Linked DNA regions of Sus scrofa: region 1 is linked to region 2. The links are chromatin contacts, called in public HiChIP or PLAC-seq maps. All regions are on one chromosome and are shown on one strand. The core of a region is the stretch at or near the end of the contact, and the rest is flanking DNA. Distances in the headings are between cores, read along the strand shown.

What was found. HiChIP or PLAC-seq counts read pairs in DNA pulled down with a chosen protein or histone mark.
Region 1: a contact with region 2 is called in an H3K27ac HiChIP or PLAC-seq map of alveolar macrophages. The contact joins the promoter of LOC110259329 here to the promoter of FAM32A in region 2. A contact is called at or near these places in 1 of 5 promoter capture datasets (liver) and 1 of 2 datasets of contacts at active chromatin or transcription factors (alveolar macrophages).

The regions. Positions count from the first base shown.
Region 1 is chr2:61,881,756-61,886,861 of Sscrofa11.1, forward strand. LOC110259329 (docosahexaenoic acid omega-hydroxylase CYP4F3-like) reads right to left here and starts at 2,962. Exons shown (of 13, transcript XM_021083607.1): 1 at 2,856-2,962; 2 at 2,275-2,473. The coding sequence starts at 2,472.
Region 2 is chr2:61,392,667-61,397,904 of Sscrofa11.1, forward strand. FAM32A (family with sequence similarity 32 member A) reads right to left here and starts at 1,585. Exons shown (of 4, transcript NM_001243887.1): 1 at 1,482-1,585; 2 at 1,228-1,369. The coding sequence starts at 1,555. All of the region lies in intron 1 of CIB3 (calcium and integrin-binding family member 3), which reads left to right.

The sequences.
Region 1 (5,106 bases), core at 1,712-4,211, 490 kb after region 2:
GGTTATAGTGCAGACAGGAGTGGAGTGAGAAAAAGGATAATGAAACAGGGTTTGAATACATGAGAAAGATGGCTGAAAGAGAAGAGGTGAAGAGGGGCTGTAGGAGTCCTGGAGGGGCCAGATAGAAGTGTCAGGGAAGGGCTGGAAGTCATCAGATGTGCTGCTGCACTCACTACCACAAGTTCTGCATGGGTACCTGAGGCATTGTCCATAGTCTGGATCAAGTCAGGGTGGCACAAAATGATGAGGGGGTGATGGGGCCCATCCAGATCATAAATCACTCAGGGTAGTTGGCCACCTGCTGAGTTAAGTTCCTCAGGCCTTGCTCTGGCTGGTGTGTGGGGGCTTGCAAGCAAGACAAGGGCCACAACTCCCCAGAAGGATCCCCTACAGTGGACAGAGTGTAGGAATCTGCACAAATGGAGGGGAAATCTCTGCTTTCTCCTGCTCCTTCCCTCGGGGGAAGGGAGGATCCTGGAGCCTCTCCAACTCCCAAAAGTGCATCGCAGGGTACAGGGAGAAGAAACCCTCTCTGCCCACAGCGAAGCTGACCTTGGCTGAAGAAGACAGATTTTTCTCCTCCAGGGAGTGGTTCATGCCCCTGGGGCATCCCAGGGAGGAAATCCCTATGAGGGAAGTTTGTGGAGTTTGTGGGTAAGATGGTTGCTCTGGACTTGTCCCTGGGTTTTGTCCCCAAATCCTGTCTTGTTCTGGTCACTCCACACAACTAGAACATGCATGCTCAAGGTTCTGCAGACCTGGGACCTTCCAGTCCCAGCAGACCCCAAGGGGCATAGTGAATTATGCCCATCAATCAGGACAGCAACTCTGACACATGAACTCCCTCTGCTGGCCAGGTTCTGTGCAGATACATCTTGTCTATTAATCGCTCCATAACCTATGGACCTGTCACTCAGTTGTGCATTTACAAATGAAGAAACTGAAGCTATAGTCCCCAAAAGTGAGAGGAGGGAAGGTCCCCTCCTGGTGAAACATTCTCCCCCTCATAATACCCCATTCAAGCCTGACAAATACTCCCTGGTGCTCTGGGAAGCTGAATATAAGTCATATTCACCTTTGTGACTCAGTCCCCTCTCCCCAAGGACACCGAGGTAAGGATTCAAAGCACTTGATGAGATTGGTCCAGAGAGGGAGAGTGAGTCAGCTGAGGTCACACAGCAAGAGGAGCTGGGGGGAGGAAAACTTCCAAGACCAGTCCCCTCAGGCAAGCCCTTGGAGAGGAAGGCAGAACAACAGCAAATTTGTAACTTTCCTGCTGCTTACAAGGCTCACTGAGGCCATTTCAAGACCCTGAGTCTCAGGAAATCTTCACAGTGAGCTTCAGCATGCCCCCATTCTGAACTTTGCAGTAACAAACACGAAAATTGCAGTAAGTCCTTTCCCAAGTTGTAGTTCTCCTCCCAGGCAGGAAAGGAAAACTGTGCTCCTCTCTCAACAGCACTGGGAGATGGGAGGAGCTGGAAACCCATTCCTTTGACCTTGACGGAGGGAGGTGATAGCAAGTTCATTACCTAGGTCATGAATCATTTATTTTGAGTGCCTACCATACACCAGCCCTGGACTGGACACTGTACTGTCTGCTCCCCAGAACTATCCTCAAATGGGAAAGATGGTCAATAAGTCATTGGACAGTTAGCTATTTATTTAATCATGAGCAGGGCCAAGTCCAAGGTCAAGGTCTGGGGCACAAGGCCCACGGGGATAAGAGAGGGTGGCAGAAGATCTAAGGAAACTTCTGAAAGGGGAAGTGAGGGGCCAACTTCACCCAGATTGGGCAATGGGCCCGTTGGGACATCTAGGGGGAAGGGGAGTAAGAGAAGAGGAAGGTGCTCAGGATGGGGAGGGAGTAGGGAGCTATGACCCTATAGACAGCTAGCTAATTCCTGTGGGGAAGCTGTAGCCCAGAATGAGAAGACCCAAGGAAAAGGGCTGCTTGCAGAAGGCACCCTGGACACTGCCCTTGAGGAGGACTCAAGGCCATCATGGAGACTGGAAAGGCTGGGGGACTAGGCTCTGTGCAGCCTGGCCTCAGATATGTGTGGAACAGGCAGGAAATAGACCTAGAAACAGACTAGGGGTGAAAGGACAGGATGTGGGAAAAGCCTGGGATGGTAGAACAGAGGAATGAATGAGGAAGGGGACTCCTTGGCCTCCCTCATTCTCTGCTGTACCAGACCCCAGCCCAACCCCTGAGCTCCACTCCTGAAGTCCATCCACCTGACCCCACAGAACAATCCTGCTGCCCACACTCACCAGGCCCAGGTGACCCAAGAACCAGTTCCGTTTTGGAGGCTGCGGGAAACCTCGGAGGCGGCGAGCATTGTCATAGGAGGTGTAGGTCCAGACCAGGACTTGGACCAGGAGCCAGGAGGCCCCAACCAGCAGCAGGAGAAGCCATGGTGAGGCTGCCATGAGCCACAGTCCCATCTTGGACAGGCTCAGCTGTAGCATCCTGCAGGGCAAACAGGATGCAGGATGGAGAGTTAGCTCCTGAGACTGAGCAAAGGGCCTTGAGGGTGAGCTCTGAGGCAGAGACAGATAGAAGGAGAGGAGCAAGGGGATGGGGGTGGGATGGTGCTGGGCATGGAACAAGAAGCGCTCAGAGATGGGAAAACATGGGTTCAGAGAGGGGAGGTAGACCCAGGGAAATCCAGAGGCAAAGGGAGAAAAAGACAGAGAGACAGAGACAGAAAGGGACAGAGAGGGAGACTTAGTTACCCATGGTGTCCACTCATCTCCTTAGGCCAGCTCATTCCCTGGAGCCACCCTGCCTTGGGCAGTGTCCTCCCCTAGCCTAGGCCAGGACCCCAAGCCCTTGACCCCCAGCCTGTCACCTTCTGTCAAGAGTGGCTTGTCCCACACAACTTCTTTCCCCTCCTCCTGGAAAGTCTGCCCCTGTCCTCTGACCTAGAGGAAGCTACCAGGGGCCCAGACAAGTCAGCCAATCCCCACAGCCCCATTAACTCCTCCCTACCTGGAAGTTGCCCAAATGGGGTGGGGGAGGCAACAGTGTCACAGAGAGAGAACTAGAGCAGGAACAGCAGCCACCACACCAGCATGTCCCAAACATAAGTCACTGAAGCTTTTTAAGCCCTTTAAGTACATTAACCCCTTTTTTCTCCATTTTACAGATAAGGAAATTGAGACTGAAGAGTGACTCACCCAAAGTCACACAGCTGTGCCCCATGCCTCACACTGGGTACTCTGAACCCCTAAGCTCTTCTCTTTCCATATCTATAAAGAGACATTTAATTAGTACTACCTCTCAATGGTGGGAATCATTAAAAGAGACAATGCTTCTAAAACACATAGGACAGAGGAAGGGCTCTAAAAATGCAAGTCATTGTATTACTGTTGTTATTGCTGTTATTGTAATCATCCAACAGCTCTGTGAGACGAAATTCATGAACCCATTTTTACAGAAGAGGAGCCAGAAATTCCAAAAATTGAAGCAATTTTCTCCAGCCCCCCAGAAAATTAGATAAATATGTCAGGACAGGTGACAGCAAAGCCTGGCACAATGTAGATGCTCTTTAAATATCTGAGGGAGAGATAAACATTTGCAGCAGTGAGTTCTAAGGCTCAGCTGCTAAAATTGTGGTCTACAACACTCCACCATCCCACCATCTTTATCACCTGAGAGATGGCAGTAAATGCCGAATCTCATACCCTTGCCCAGAAATACAGAGTCAGCATTGCATTTCAAAAGATCCACAGGGGAACTGTGGACACTCCTTCAAGTTTTTAGGAAGTGTTGCTTTAAGACTTCTGAGTCTGGATTCTGCAAGGCATGCGGGGAACACAGTATCTTCATGCCTCTGATTCTCGGAGAGTTTTTTTTTTTTTTTTCAGTTATAAAGTAAGGAAAAAATCTATATATCCTGGGCTGCTCATACAATCATATAATTATTGAACCTAAATTATGTGATGGGCACTATTTTAGGCACTAGGGATGCAGCAGTGAGCACTGCAGTCCCTGCTGTCAAGGGGCTCACACTTTATGGTGACATGGGTGATGATGAACTACATAATCAAGGACATGCCAGGCAGTGGTGAGTGATGTGTCCGGGGAAAGGTCCTACCTTCATCCAGGATCAGGGTGGGCAGAGATATGGATGATAAGGGAGAGCCTCCAAGAGCAGGAACTGAGTGGAACACAGGCTACACAAGAAAGCAAGTTTTGTTTTGTTTTTTTTCCTTCTACCTCTGGGCTTGCATATGGATTTCCTGATGTCTCTGTGAGGATGTGGGTTCAATCCCTGGCCTCTCTCAGTGGGTTAAGAATCCAGCATTGCTATTATCTGCAGCATAGTTCATGGATTCAATTTGGATCTGGTATTGCTGTGGCTGGTATAGACATTCAGCTGAAGTTCTGATCCTACCACTGGCCCTGGACCTTAGATATGCCACAAGCAAAGCATTCAAAAGAAAGGGAAAAAAACACCTGGACTAGCATGTGAGATCATGCAACTAATCCTTTGGATAGACAACCATGGCAGTAAATTTTGGCCCCATATGGAATCTATCAGCTGATGTGGAATTTCCATTAGCCATGACCAGTACTCAAACCCCCACAGGTCTCTGCTCTAATCAGAAGGGCAGGATCTGGGCCTGCAATCAAAAGGGCCTGGCTCCCCGGATTCCTGGGTCAGGTGGTAGAAGGAGAAAGGGAGCCAGCACTGGAGGCAAAAAGCCTCAGGGGGAGACTTTCTGTTCATCTTTGGGGATGTTCAGGAGCATCCCCGATGGTTTTTCTGCAAACAAGGAGCATCTCAGCTGCCAAATCACCCAAGCCTGGCTTATGGAAGATTGCCAGCCAGTGTTGGAAGGAGTGGAGCCACTCACCACCCTGCTCCTTCTCCTGGGTCCCTTCCCCCGCTCCCCCCCCACCATCCAGAGTCAGGCAACAGGCAAGCCTGTGTCACATCCGAGGTGGTGGTCACTGTGAGTCACCAGCCTTGGGCACGTCCTGTCACCTCTCTGAACTCAGTCTTTATATCAGTAAAATGGGCTGATAAAACCTCACAGAGAGTTGCAAGTATCCTGTCAGACACAGGTAGAAGGACTTGCCTTGTGGTTAAGGAT
Region 2 (5,238 bases), core at 335-2,834:
CCCTCTGCTCAGAGGTCAGATCCTAGACCTCTTGTCTGTCGCTACTCCTCCTCAAAGGATCTCATCCAGTCCCAGGGAAATTCCCAATATTTATCTGAGCTCAGGCCTTTCCTTCAAACTGCAGATTCAGGTATCAAAACTGTCCATGAGAATTCTCCACTTGGATTTCTGGCTGGCACCTCAAATTTAACATCTAGTATCAAAATTTTGATCTCCTGCTTTAGAAATCTGCTTTATTTAATTTATTTATATTTATTTTTATTTTATTTATTTATTTATTTTTGTCTTTTTGCCATTTCTTGGGCTGCTCCCGCAGTATATGGAGGTTCCCAAGCTAGGGGTCGAATGGGAGCTGTAGCTGCCGGCCTACGCCAGAGCCACAGCAATGCAGGATCCGAGCTTCGTCTGCAACCTACACCACAGCTCACCACAACGCCGGATCCTTAACCCACTGAGCAAGGCCAAGGATCGAACTTGCAACCTCATGGTTCCTAGTTGGATCTGTTAACCACTAAGCCACAACGGGGAACTCCAAAAATCTGCCTTATTTATTTTTTAATAAAAACTGGGTGGTGAGAGATATGAGAGGTCGGCATAGAATAGATAAGTTCAGCCCATAATGCTTGCAGGAGGAAATAATCAGTCTAGGCCAGTGGTTCTCAGTTGGGGGCCTTGTATTCAATGTTAAGAGAAAACCACTCATTAGAGCCTTAAAACACAACATATCTGAAGCTGCCGAAGTCGTGGAAACACTTCGTGGTGACTTACAGCAGCCCATTTAATATCAACAGCCAGCATCATTTAAGCACTGACTTCATGCCAGACTTAATGCCATTTACCTGCATCACCTCATCCAAAGTTTCCATTCTTCTTAGAAGAAAGCATTATCCTTACCCCTACACATGAGGAAAGTGAGGGAAGGAGAGAGGAGTCCCTGACCCACAGTGTCTTGGGCAAATGAGGGACCGCGCTGGAATCGAAACCGGGATCTCTAGCCCGCCCCTCTGAAATACACTTCGCCAGAGAAGCTTCCTATCCTCGGAGCTCCCCGCAACGGACTCTTGTCTTCTACTCAGGCAGTAGCTTCTCCCGGTAATTAACGTCCACTCTGGCCACTCGCCCTCCCCGGAGTGTCCTGGGGTAGATCCTGGTTACAAGTCTCCAGGCCCTGCCTCTGAATCCACCCCGGGAGATGCGGGGCGTCCCTCGGCTCCTCACCCAACTTACCCGCTTCTCCTGCATCTTTTCGAAAGCCGCCTGGGCCGGGGTCCGCTTGTCCAGGCCGCGCCGCTTCTCCTCTTCGTTCTTTTTGCTCGTTCCCATGGCTTCCAGGAGTTTCGCCTTGTCTTTGTCCTTCTTTTTCTTCTTCCTGGGGAGACGGGTGGGAGCGAGGGTAATGGCAGGTCAGAGCACCAACCCCGGGCCTCAGGAAGAAGCTTAAAAAGGCAGAATATGGGGTCCCGTGGGCTCTCGGGACTTACCGCTTGGTCACTCCGAGCTCTGCTACACCTTTCAGCTTCAGGGGCCCCCTTTGGACTTGCTCGTAGTCTTCCATGGACCCGGTTTGACGTTCGGGCTGTAAAAATGCCACACTTCCTGTTTGAGAAAGCAACTTCCACCCAAACGCCCGCCTCCCTTTGTTTTGATTGGCTTATCCAGGCGGTGCGCGTGCGCCCTTGGAAGCCGCGTTCGCCACACCTCTGGGTTCCGGGTTGGGCCTGGAGGTCAGGTGAGTTCACATCCTCTGCATTCTGCATCCTGCCTCCTGCCATACTTCCGGCCTTGGTGCTACTTCCGAGCCCATTCACCACCTCCCAACCCTCCCCCACCACCCGGCCCTTTCATCCTCCACACCCTCCTCGCTCACTCTTTGACAGAGAAGCAGTTTCCTAAAACCCAACGTTTTCTTGAGTTTATTGCCATATTTTGAGGGTTCAACAGATTACCTAATTTTGTAAACCTAATTAGTAGTGGTTAGTTTTCCAGCTTTTGGTAAATGATAGTAATATGTGAAATATATTGTTGGTGGCATTTAAGAATTGTCTTTTTTCTTTTTACCACTGCACCTGTGGCATATGAAAGTTCCTAGGCTAGGGGTGGAATTGGAGCTGCAGCTGCAGGCCTATGCCACAGACACCACATCTGTGACATACTCTGCAGCTTGCTGCAATGCTGGATCCTTAATCCGCTGAGCAAGGGGCAGGGATTGAATCTGCATCCTCACGGAGCTACACCCGGCTCTTAACTCACTATGCCACAGTGGGAACTCCTAAATTATTTTTTAAAATCAGTTTTATTGAGGTACAATTTATAAACAGTAAAAGACACCCATTTACATTGTACCCTTCCATGAATATTGTCACATTTATACACCTATGTAATCGCCTGTACAATCAAAATATAGAACATTTTGTCACCCCCAAATTCCTTTGTTCTTCTTTCCAGTTAACCCTTCTATCCCTCTTCCCAGGCAACTCCAAATCTGTTTTCTCTCACTATAGGTTGTGAATGTCTTTTTAAAAATGTTTCATGTACATGGAATCATAACACATGTGTTTTCTTGAGTTAGAGTTTCACTGGGCATAATGTGTTTGAGATCCCTCCTGTTGTTGGGTACAACAGTATTACCATTCTTCTTCTTTGGTGAGTGTTATTCCACATAACTGGAACAGACACCCACCCCCCACACCCACCATGTCCTCCACCTGCCTCTTGTTTGCAGAAAAACTTTAGCTTCCGAGGCTTCCTTTGAATTCCAAAGAGTAAATTTAATCAGAGAAGTGAGAAATTGCAGAAACAAAGGAAAACAGTCAAGTGAGACAAAATAATAATGGTTTAGCTATTAAACAAACTCAAGGGCCTTTGGTTCCTCCTCAAGGGCTATAGATAATATTCTGAGCCATATCCTTTAAGCTGTTTTGTAGATACTGAAACCTCTACCAGGTGAAGGAAGATAACTATATGCTGCCCACAAGCATATAGACCCCAGACTTGTTGGAACCAAAAAGTTGACGATGTTGACTCCCAGTTAACTCACCACCAGCCAATCAGAACTATGTCCATGAGCTGATCACGAACCCTGGCTTCACTCAGTGAGTTAAGGATCTTGCAGGGTGTGAGCTGAGGTGTAGGTCACAGATGCAGCTCAGATCTGGCAATTGCTGTGGCTGTGGCATAGGCCCGGCAGCTGTAGCTCCGATTGGACCCTAGCCTGGGAACTTTCACAGGCCGTGGGTGCAGCCATGTGTGTGTATGTGTGTGTTTTTATATATATAAAATAAAAACCTTTCCCTTAAAACAGAGAGTTTGGGCCTTTTGAACACTAGCTACCTGGACTCCTTGTTTGGTGCCCTGCAATAAACTCTGCACTTTCCTTCATCACAGCCTGGTGTCAGTAGATTGTGACAGGACCAAGTTTGATTTGGTAACACCATTATATAGAAATATATTCAATTTGTTTATCCACTCACCTGTGGATAGATACCTGGGTTGTTTCTAGTTTGTGGCCATAATGAATACAGCTGCTGTGAACATAAGCATATGTCTTTGTATGGACACAGGTCTCAATTCTCTTGGGCTCACTCCAGATGCCTTCACTACTTGAGGTAGAATTGTAGCAAGGTTTGGTTTTCCTCAGAATGAAATGTTGATTGTCAGCAACTCTGGCTTTGTGGCTGTGATAAGAGGAAATAATTGCAGAAGGTATACTGAAAAACCTGATCTTCCAGGAGTCCCCACTGTGGTACAACACTAGGATGCAGGTTCTGTGCCCTCCTGGCATAGTGGGTTAAAGCCTCTGGCATTGCTGCAGCTGTGGTGTAGTTCACAGCTGCAGATCGGATCTGATCCCTGGCCTGGGAATTCCATATGCCGAGTGATGGCCAAAAAAGAAAAGCAAAAAACATCTAATCTTCCAGTGTCATAACACCTGGGGCTCATGGGTTGGGTATTTTATTCCCTGATATCATGAATAATTTGTTGAATAAGCAGAACTATTATCATAACTAAAACACGGTTCTATTTTTGTTTCCTTCCATCCTTTTATTATTTATTTATTTAGTCTTTTTGCCTTTTCGAGGGCCACACCAGCAGCGTATGGAGGTTCCCAGACTAGGGGTCTAATAGGAGCTGTAGCCTCCAGCCTACACCAGAGCCACAGCAATGCCAGATCCAAGCCGTGTCTGTAACCTACACCACAGCTCACCACAACGCCAGATCCTTAACCCACTGAGCAAGGCCAAGGATCGAACTTGCAACTTCATGGCTCCTAGTTGGATTCGTTAACCACTGAGCCACGACAGGAACACCTTTTTTTTTTTTTTTTGTCTTTTGTACTTTTAGGGCTGCACCCATGGCAAATGGAGATTCCCAGGCTAGGGGTCTAATCAGAGCTGTAGCTGCCCGCCTACACCAGAGCCACAGCAATGCCAGATCTGAGCCACATCTGCAACCTACACCATAGCTCATGGCAATGTGGGATCCTCAACCCACTGAGTGAGGCCAGGGATTGAAGTCGCAACCTTATAGTTCCTAGTCGGATTTGTTTCCACTGTGCCACAATGGGAACTCCAACTTTTCTTTTGGCCATCCTTTTAAACATTGTATTTTTCAATGTGGGTCATCTTCCTTTGCCCTGGGTGATAATGCTGTCAGCCCCTGGCTCTCCTCTCATTTTTTTAGTGTGAAGAAAAGACAGGAAACTCCCTTTATGTGGTAACTAAGCCTCAATTCAATAAGTGGAGTGTCCAGAACTTGATTTGGACAACAGTCTCTTCTTTCCTTTAGCTGGAATGTACTACTGCTAAAAACAAAAAAGACAACAGGCCTCAAATGGAGCCACTTATGCTAAGTTCCACATCACCAAACTGAGAATTTAATTACAGTTTTAGCTCTTCCCGAAATGGAATCTTAAACCAGTCAATCAAGAATTGCCTGGTCATCACTAGTTAGGTAATCTGACTGATAGACTCCTACTGTCTCCTAAAGGAAAGTAATCTTGCAGTAACCAACCTGGTAATATAACACAAAACATAAAATTTACTAATATAACCACTTTATTTAATTTTTTTTGCCATGCCTGCAGCATGTGGAGGTTCCCAGGCCATGGGCTGAACCCATGCCTCAGCAACCTGAGCTGCTGCAGTGAAAATGCCAGATTCTTAACCTGCTGTGCCACAAGGGCACTCCTAATGTAACCACTTTAAATTGTACAATTCATTAAAAAAAGAAAGAAATTTA